Regions from separate parts of the Gossypium hirsutum genome. Here region 1 is linked to region 2. Evidence: chromatin contacts called from public Hi-C data. All regions are on one chromosome and are shown on one strand. The core of a region is the stretch at or near the end of the contact, and the rest is flanking DNA. Distances in the headings are between cores, read along the strand shown.

Region 1 (4,539 bases), core at 765-3,264, 360 kb before region 2:
TGATGCACAATTTATATGATTGTAGCATGCACTTAAAGAAAGCAATTAGGTGGATGAATAGAGTTCTAATGTTAGAGACAGAAGGTGAGAAGTATAAGGAGAAAAAAAAAAAAAAAGAGACCCCAAAGTTGGACAAAGTTTAGGAGACATTTATAGTGCAAGAGCTGTCATCAACAAATGTCCACGAGACATCTCAACAAAGAAATAGCAAATATGGTTTGGATAATAATAATTCTATCGATTAGAAGAAACAAGAATATAACATCTCAACAAAGAAATAGCAAATATGGTTTGGATAATAATAATTCTATCGATTAGAAGAAACAAGAATATACTTTCAGTTATATTTAATATATGGGTAAGTTTTGAGCATCCCTAAGGATAAATCAGATGATACCCATGACTTAAGAAAACTAAAATGTTTAGACTTTAAATAATTAGCTATATGACTAAATGCAGAATAAAGGAACAACTAGCTTGCTTCTGATCCAAGGTCAACCACAGCAGACTAGAAAGCTCTTACTAACCATTGAGAGATATGGAAGCAATAACCACTAAATCTCTGGAAACTAATGCTACATCATGCCCCCCCCCTCCTCTTTTTTACTGAGCCATTCATAACACTAACTCTATGTTTGGGTAGATGCTTGTACAGAAGGTCCACCAGGTTTTCTCACCCCTGATTACCTCCCTCGGCTAGGGTGTAAATAAGTCACATTTTGCTTTGTCAAATATTTTATCAGCTCAAGTCTTTTGTTTGATTAAATGCAAGTCTATAACTCAAATCTTAAGCCTGCTTTATAAGAAGTGAACATGCCAATTGAGGAAACTGCAGTACGCTGACCTTAAATCTTACATCAAATTCTATTCTTTCCCTAGTAAATATTTAAGACACAAATGCTAACTCCAGCCAACACTTGACAAATCAATACTACATTTCCTAAAAGCATGTTAAAAACAAGAAAAAAGAATGAAGTTTATTACATTCTCTCCCTTTCCTTAATCACAATATCTAAAGTTGTCCAACATTGCCAAAATGATGCTTCCCTAATATCCTATAGTACTCTTAGAACTAGCGTGCTATACAAAACACGAACCCTACCAAATAGTTCACCCAGATATTAAACCCTAATTCAGTATCTGAGATTTCAGCTTTCAGTAATATCAACCAGCCAAAATGACCAAGCGCTCGATATCAATTCTAACCCTAAAAGCCCAATCGCAATAGAATTCATACCAGATACAAATCCAACCAAGAGGGGAAGCACCAAATATTAAAAATAAACTAGAAAGCAATTGAAATTCTAAAAGAAAACAGAAAAAATACAGTGCTGCCACGTGTTCCCGGCCAGATCCTCTGCTTTCCTCGTCGCTTCTGCCACCTTCCTCCCCCATCTCCCTAAGACATCCTTCACTGTGTCCATCTTCTCTGGTTCCAAGTTCAGAAAAGAAATAATTTAATAATTAATTTAAAAAAAAAATCAAAATAGAAATAAAATGTGTAATGGCTTGCCTTTGAAGGAAGCGGAAGAAGATTCCGTAGGCGGAGCATGAGTAACGTAAGGATTGGATCCGTCAGGAGCTGACATGGTGGAACTGTGATCCACAGCACGCGACTCGCTGATCAATTCCGGACTCCAATGAACTGATTTCCTCGATCCAGATGGTGACTGAACCGGTGATTGCTCGCTTTGAATCTGACTCACTTTCGGATTCTGAGTCTCTTTCTCTTCCTTTTCCTGAGGCTCTGATGTTGGAACCACAACAAAGCCCTCCGCATCCATTGCGGGATCCGAGTCTTTCAGGTTCGGTTCTCGGATCGGAGCTGAGCTGGAGTTGGGTTGCGTTTCTGTCTTCGTTTGTTCCATTGCTCTAGAATGTTCGAGGAAAAGCAGGCCGTGCGTAAAGTGGCATGAGGGATCGTTTGCTAGAAGTTTAGCAGGAGAGGAGACTGTTATTGAAAGCTTTAAGTGTTACGGGCTCCACCAACTTTGTCCTAAAATCCAATTAATAGATCTAATTTCATCCAGGAATCTATATTATCTTTCAATTTTGTTCTTAAGTTACATATTTGGTTAAATTTTGATATTAGTTGCTGTACTTTCTGTTTGTTTATAATTTCACCAATTTTTGGTTGCAACTCACAAAAAATAAATTTTAAAATCTAAATTGATTTTTTGAAAGTAAAATATTTTTAAGCAATTATTTTTTGAAAACTATTTTCAATAAAATAAATATTTTAATTCAAATCTAAAATATTTTAAATATATATTTCTTTATTTTTATAGCAAATCTCTAGTTGTCGATTTAAAATTGTTTCTTTTATATGTCAATGAAAGTTGATTTTTAATGAAAGTTGATTTTTAGAGGTGTTGCATCATATATATATATATATAGGAATAACTTACATATTTGTGTATTTTTAATTTATTTTTTGTTTGTTATTTTTATTAGAAGCTTTTAATGTTTATTTGAGGCTCTCAAAGTTTGAAGTTTTATTATGAAGTTATTATTTAATTTTTTTACTGAATTGATGTTAGGAATAAAAAATATATATAGTGAATCCTCTTCAGCTTAAGTCCTCATCTTGACAAGCTTATATGGCATTTTACTGTTGATGGTTAGTATAGTGTTAAGTCAGCCTACATAACAGCGATGAGCATGTACTCAAACGTGAATGAATTGGCTCGGGATGGACCTTGGCAACAAGTTTGGCAAGTGCAAGTTCTCCTCAAGTGAAGGAATTCATATGGCGTTGCCTGCACCATTTTCTTCCTGTTAAAATGCCGCTACTTGAGACGTGTATTGCGGTGTCGGCCGAATGTTACCAGGGCCATGGGGATGAGGATGTTGAACATGTTCTGTTGCATTGTTGTAAAGTGCAGGCAGTTCGATGGCCTGTAAATATCCCTACCGATAATGTTACATAGAATGATTTTTTGTTGGGACGGTTGGCTTTGTTATGTGGCCATGCGCCGAGGGCTTGTGCTTCTGTGGTAAATTTGGTTAGCCCAGAATCTCGTTCAATGGCAACATTGTGAGCTTTCTCCGTCTTGGGTTATCTATAATGCTGACTGTTTAGTGCAAGATTGAATGGTAGCCAACATGGTTTATACTTCTGCCACTGATCCGTCAGCCTCGGGTATGGTGGGTGTGGTTTAGGTCGGTGTGCGGGAGGGAGATGGCTTAGGTGGTGATACTCGTTCCTTGTTCGTATGGGACAATATGTTGGCAGTCACCTCATCATGGTTTTATCAAATTTAACGTTGATGTCCAGGAGTGAAGCTAGGCCGAAATTAAATTGTAACTTTTACTATAGTAATTTTTAAAGGATTAAATCAAAATTTTATCATTTTTAGTGGGGCCAAAGTACAATTCTACCTTTACTAATTTATAATTTTAAAAATTTTAAAAGATCAAAATGAAAAATTGAGTCGGGACCCCTGCCAATCCCCTTAGATTCGCCCCTGTTGATGCCTCAAAATTTGAAGACAAACATGCTATCGAGGTTGGCGGTGGTTATTCGCGACAATCATGGTCACCTAGTAATTATAATTTTAAAAATTTTAAAAGATCAAAATGAAAAATTGAGTCGGGACCCCTGCCAATCTCCTTAGATTCGCCCTTGTTGATGCCTCAAATTTTGAAGACAAACATGCTATCGAGGTTGGCGGTGGTTATTCGCGACAATCATGGTCACCTAGTAAAAGGCCTTACGGGGTTTGAAAGGGCGTCGTTCAGTCTTAGGATAATAGAGGTTTTTGTTGTCAGGGAGGCTTTGTCGTGGCTAAAATTTTGGCATCTTGGCCATGTCATCATCATGTTGGATTGTATGTTAGTTGTGCATGTGTTGACTCGACCCATAGAAGATGATTCTGAATTCGGTTGTTTAATTTCTGATTGCTTGGTGTTATGTTCATTGTTTTAGCATTATCTTTTTGTTGGGTTCATTTGGCTAATAGATAGCTCATTTTCTCTTTCAGATAGCCTTCTTACATGTAAACCACACTGAATGAATTGTTTTACTTGTTTATTTCTTAGAACCTTTGAATGTTAATAATCTGGTGAACTCGTTTGATGGGGATGTAGAATAATAGATTATTGGTGTATGGGGTGAGCCTGCTAACTCGGGTTTAGTGATCCTCCCCGTTAGTCATCCTACAGTTCTTTTATTTTCTTGGATTTTGAATACATATGGTTTTTTCTTAATAAAAATATTTTTAAATTAAAAAAAATTTATATATATTTTTATTAAGAATCAAAAGTTATATTATTTCAATCAACAAATTTAATGAAACCAACTTAGTTTAAAGATTGTGAAAATTGAACATCGATAATGACAATGAATCGCAAAGAAAGAGAGAAAAATAGAACACATAGAATTTTAGGTGAAAACACTTTCGAGGAAAAAATCATGGGGAGAGGAAAAGAAAAATTTACTATATCGAATTCGAATAATACAAGAGGAGTATAAACTATGTCTATTTATAAACTTGTAAAAACATATTCTAATCAAAGTCTAATAGAAATAATGCGGTA
Region 2 (4,611 bases), core at 978-3,477:
ACAAAATTTTAATTTAATAAAAGGTCAATTTACACTTTAACTAAATTTGATTTAGTCGTTTAAAAATTATAAAGATATAAACCATTAAAATTTTAAAATTATATTTTAACCCTCATAAAAATATTCAACTTAATCCCGATCTCTAGAAAACTATTTTGGCTTCATCCCTTAGTTTAACGGCATTTAATCGCATTTTCTTCTATATTACAAATTAAGGAAAACTTATGGGTAAAATTAAGTATTTTATAGAAAAAGAAAACATATTTAAAGAGAATAAATTACACTGGACTTAATCCTGATGTATGATACCAATATACAACAATCTTATCAATGCAACTGTGACTTTGTTGGCAGATATATTGGAGCTACGTCAATGGCTTCCATAACATTAAAATCCAGCTAGGTGGAGGCTGCTTGTTTTGTTGATGACCCATGGTTACCTATAATGAAAGATGGATTTGGTTGATGTCATGGTGTGGGTTTCATATACGCAACATTATGTGCGGCTAGGAAGAAGTGGTAGGAGATGCTTTGTCTTAACCAAGCAGACAAAGGAACCCTACAAAGGTCAAATCTCCGGCTACAGCATCATTGATTTGATAACATATCCAAGCAATAAGTAGAGCTAGTTGCCATATCCATGCAAATATCAGCCCCCACCAAGGTTCTCGCAAATCGGCGTTTTCTGATTTTCACATATACTGGAGATGTACTGCGCCTAATCGATAAAGCAGCTGTAAATTCTTGTCGAGCCTACACAATTGGATGAGTGATGGGCAATTCACCACCATAAGAGGCTAGTTTCGAAAAGAGGCCCCTACCTTCGAGTTTGAACTTAAAACTCGGACTCTATTTTTTAACTCTTCCGTGTTGGGTTGGTAGGTCAAATGTTGTTAATTTGTAAGTAAAGCGTAACCAATGCGAGATTCACTATCACTACAAGAGATGATATTGAATGGGGTTCGATCTCGATTGCTTAAAAATTCTATTCCCTAGTTTTTTTAACTGTTGATTGATTTTTAGCTCGATTGATATGAGCATTATTACTAATGTAATAACATGTGAGTTCAAATGCGTTGAAACGCATTATTCTCCTATTTATGAGTTGGGAGGTGCTATGAATAATTCTAAGCATTTTGTCAAAAAGAGGTATGACCAGAACTTATAATAAGATTGTTAAAAATAATTACTTATTAAATAAAGTTAATCTCTTTATTAAATCATGTTATTAGATATCAACAGTGAATTGTGCTATTAAATTTCTAAATAAAATAATTGCATTTTTATCCTTCAAGAAATTAATAATTTAATTTAAACTCTTTTAGGATTAAATTTTATGTTTTGAACACCCAAAAGTTTATTATTTTATTTCAACCTTTTAATACCAAATTCTTAATTGCACCCCTATTGTTGGGTCAAGTAGTAAGGAGTTTGATGTCCCTTAATATTTTCTATATTGATTATTGAGTCTTGTGATCGGAAAAAAACAATGCCAGAAGAGCTTTTCCCTATTTAAGAGTCCAACCTAGCTTAAGTCTAGAAAGCCCAATCTGCCTTCCAAATATTAATGCTACATTTGGTGGGAGTACTATTTTTTACAAATGTTTTAGTATATAAGTTAGCAATAAACTAATTTAATCAGTAAAATTTAACCATTTTCATGACTTATTTTTAGTAAAGAGAAGAAAAAATTTCCACTTCTTTTAAAAATGTCTTATTTTATACAAGAGTTTCTAATTACAAGTTTAAAATTGTATTAAGTACTATTCTTTATTTTATGTCTAATAAGTTCTACACTATTAACCATATGAGGCATAACTCCCGGTTAAATAGAACAATTTTCTTCCATCAAATATACACACATTATAAGTTGAAATGAAATGGATGGTTGTTTAATTTGGGTGAAAGATTAGATTAAGTGTGCATGGCTCCACATTCTTATATTTAATCAAAGTAGCAAAGAGAAGTAGTCTTGGTAATAGAATCAATCAACTGCTTCTCTCGATCATCAAACTCAAATCAATTTTTGCTTTTTTTTTCCCAATGTCATTGAAATATCTTTTCATCACATGCAGCTATATAATTTTAGTGCTAAAAAGGATAAAAGAAAATCCAAAAAAAGGAGGTTGATAGTTTGCCTTTGTAGGAAAAATCCAACCCAAATCCCTCTCCTACCATGCATGATGGCAACCAAATATTCAAACAAAGAGGGTTTAGTCTGCCCCCAAATTAGGGCATGGAAATATCCCAATCCAAGACACCTGTTGTGGGGATTCATTTTTTGGGGGGTTGTTCTTTGACACAAAAGTCAAGAAACAATAAAACGAGTGAAACATATGGGGCAAATGGCGAATGGCAAATGACAAATGACAAATGACAAATGCCATGACGTCGTCATAATGGCATGATTGAGGAAAAAACCTTTTTTCTTTGGGGTATAAAAAAGGAGGCTTCAACAGTCAATACCACTTTTCAGTTTTATGTTGGGGGGTTTTATTTTAATGATATTTTGAGGTTAATTAATATGCCTATTCTAGTATCTATAACATATAATTCAACAATATAATTAAAAATATTAAACTACATATTAATCATTAAATTATAAATAAGTTTTCATTTTAATTATTTAATTAAAAAATTATAATTTAATTATTAAACTGTTTGAAAGTTTTTATTTAAACTACTAGGTTGTTAAGTTTTTATTTTTAAGGTTCCGCTAGTGAGCTCTAAGCGACAATTTAACGATCAATACGGTAGATCAATACCCATCGATGAGTAGAAGAACATACCTTAGATCTAATTCGATTTGACGATCAAAATTGGAGATGAAAAAAAAAGCTATTTGAATTTTGGTTCGTAGATTCATGACGTTCAAAGTTGTTTTATGAAAAAAAAACTGAACTTTAGAAGAGAAGAGAAAAGATAACTTTTGATTGGAACAGACAATGCAAACACAGAAGCGATATAGCATCGATTTTAATAACCCAGTGACTTAAATTTTAAGTAATTCAATGACCAAATAGTAACTCTTTTTTTTAGTTAAGTAACCAGAGCAAAAACTTACCCATAATTTAATGACTAGTGGTATAGTTTACCTTTAAAAATATTACAGTTTCAATTAAAATAAATTATTATAAGTGAAAAACTAAAAGTTGATGTTATTTTTTAAGGTTAATTAATATAAGAAAAAAAAACCCATCCATAGTCACAGAGAGGAATTATAAAGGCATAATAACTTATTTAACCCTTCAACTTTATAAAAAAAAGTTATTTTCGCCGTTCATTTAATTTTTTTTGCCTTTTTTAACTCTTAAATTTATATTTTTTTGTCAAATTACCTCAAATGAATGAAAAACTTAACTTTTTTTAACTTTGCTGACATTACATACACTTAGATTGCCACATGGATGACACATCAACATTTAATTAATTTTTAAAATTTAAAAATTAAAAAAACTATTTTTATAATTTAAAAATTCAAAAAGAAAACTAATTTTAAAAATTAAAAATTATTAAAAAATATAAAAATATATTCTTTAAATTTAAAAAATTAATTAAATATTGACGTGCCATCTATGTGACAATCCACATGTATGCCATGTAAATAAAGTTAATATACATTAACTTCTAAAATTGTACATGCCACCTACAAATCTATACTTTGAAGTCCTATACTTCCAAGAACGTTCGGGATACTTATAAAAGATATTATAGAAATCCTTTAGTTCATTCAATACCTCAACAATATTTTTCCAACCTTGTTTGTTGAATTATATGGCCAAGCCATAGTATCATCTAGCCATTGCCCATTATTTGGGTAACCCTATAAAATCTTTTTTCACATCTATACCATTTTGACTTTTCCCTCTAAACATTAAAGGAAGACATTCTTATGCTTACTGTTACCTCAATCATTAAGGAACAATCCTACTAATGCCTCCTCTATTGTTTGATTCTGATTTGGCTGGAAATTGACAATGTGATATGTTTTGTGATTATTCGTAGATAGCGATAACACTAAATCGTCAAAAGGGAAAGGAAAAGTGAAAATCGTCGACGAGTAAGATGATTACAGGTATGAAAATGTTTATATATATAATTGATGCCCATGTGAACTTAGTAAAAGGTTAAGATATTATTGGCATGCTAATAAGGTTGTATGCGTGCTTGTACGAGATATGAGTTTGTACGGAGATCATTACAAGTTATACCGGGATCTAGCATTTGTTGCAAATCATCGAGTATAATATGGTGTTGTGGAGGGATGTATTAGTATATGGATATGCATTTGATGCCTTCGGGCTTTACACTTCGGTGCCTTGGTACATTGTAGTTTAAGCTCCTACGAGCTATCTTGTGTCGTGTAGTTTACCCGTGTATTTGAGTCCATTTTACTAGAGTTCCATCGGGCATAACAACCTAATTAGAAGGGAAAAAAACTTGAATATGTAAAGAAATAGATTTCCAATAGAATATGATACCGAAATAAATATAAATGAGTCGATAAACTTCATAAATGAGTTTGATTGGTATGAAAACAAGATAAATAATATAAATGCCATGGAACATGAATAGTATAGTGTTAATAGCATATAAAGATGTGTGATATAT

What was found. A called contact is a pair of places that touch in the nucleus more often than the background predicts.
Region 1: a contact with region 2 is called in a Hi-C map of leaf, with 2.8 times the contacts expected there. The contact joins the promoter of LOC107951699 here to the enhancer-like site in region 2. A contact is called at or near these places in 2 of 34 Hi-C or Micro-C datasets (both in leaf).

The regions. Positions count from the first base shown.
Region 1 is chrA02:98,327,132-98,331,670 of Gossypium_hirsutum_v2.1, reverse strand. It overlaps LOC107951699 (GLABRA2 expression modulator), which reads right to left and starts at 2,014. Exons shown (of 4, transcript XM_016886826.2): 1 at 1,514-2,014; 2 at 1,328-1,429. The coding sequence starts at 1,868.
Region 2 is chrA02:97,972,092-97,976,702 of Gossypium_hirsutum_v2.1, reverse strand. No RefSeq gene overlaps it. Among protein-coding and RNA genes, the nearest start is that of LOC107951741, 6.0 kb to the right of the region's middle. Within about 2 kb of position 2,227, at least 3 of the 9 cell types and tissues checked have an H3K27ac peak or open chromatin away from gene starts, as enhancers often do. A contact at or near this core is called in leaf, where this site is marked.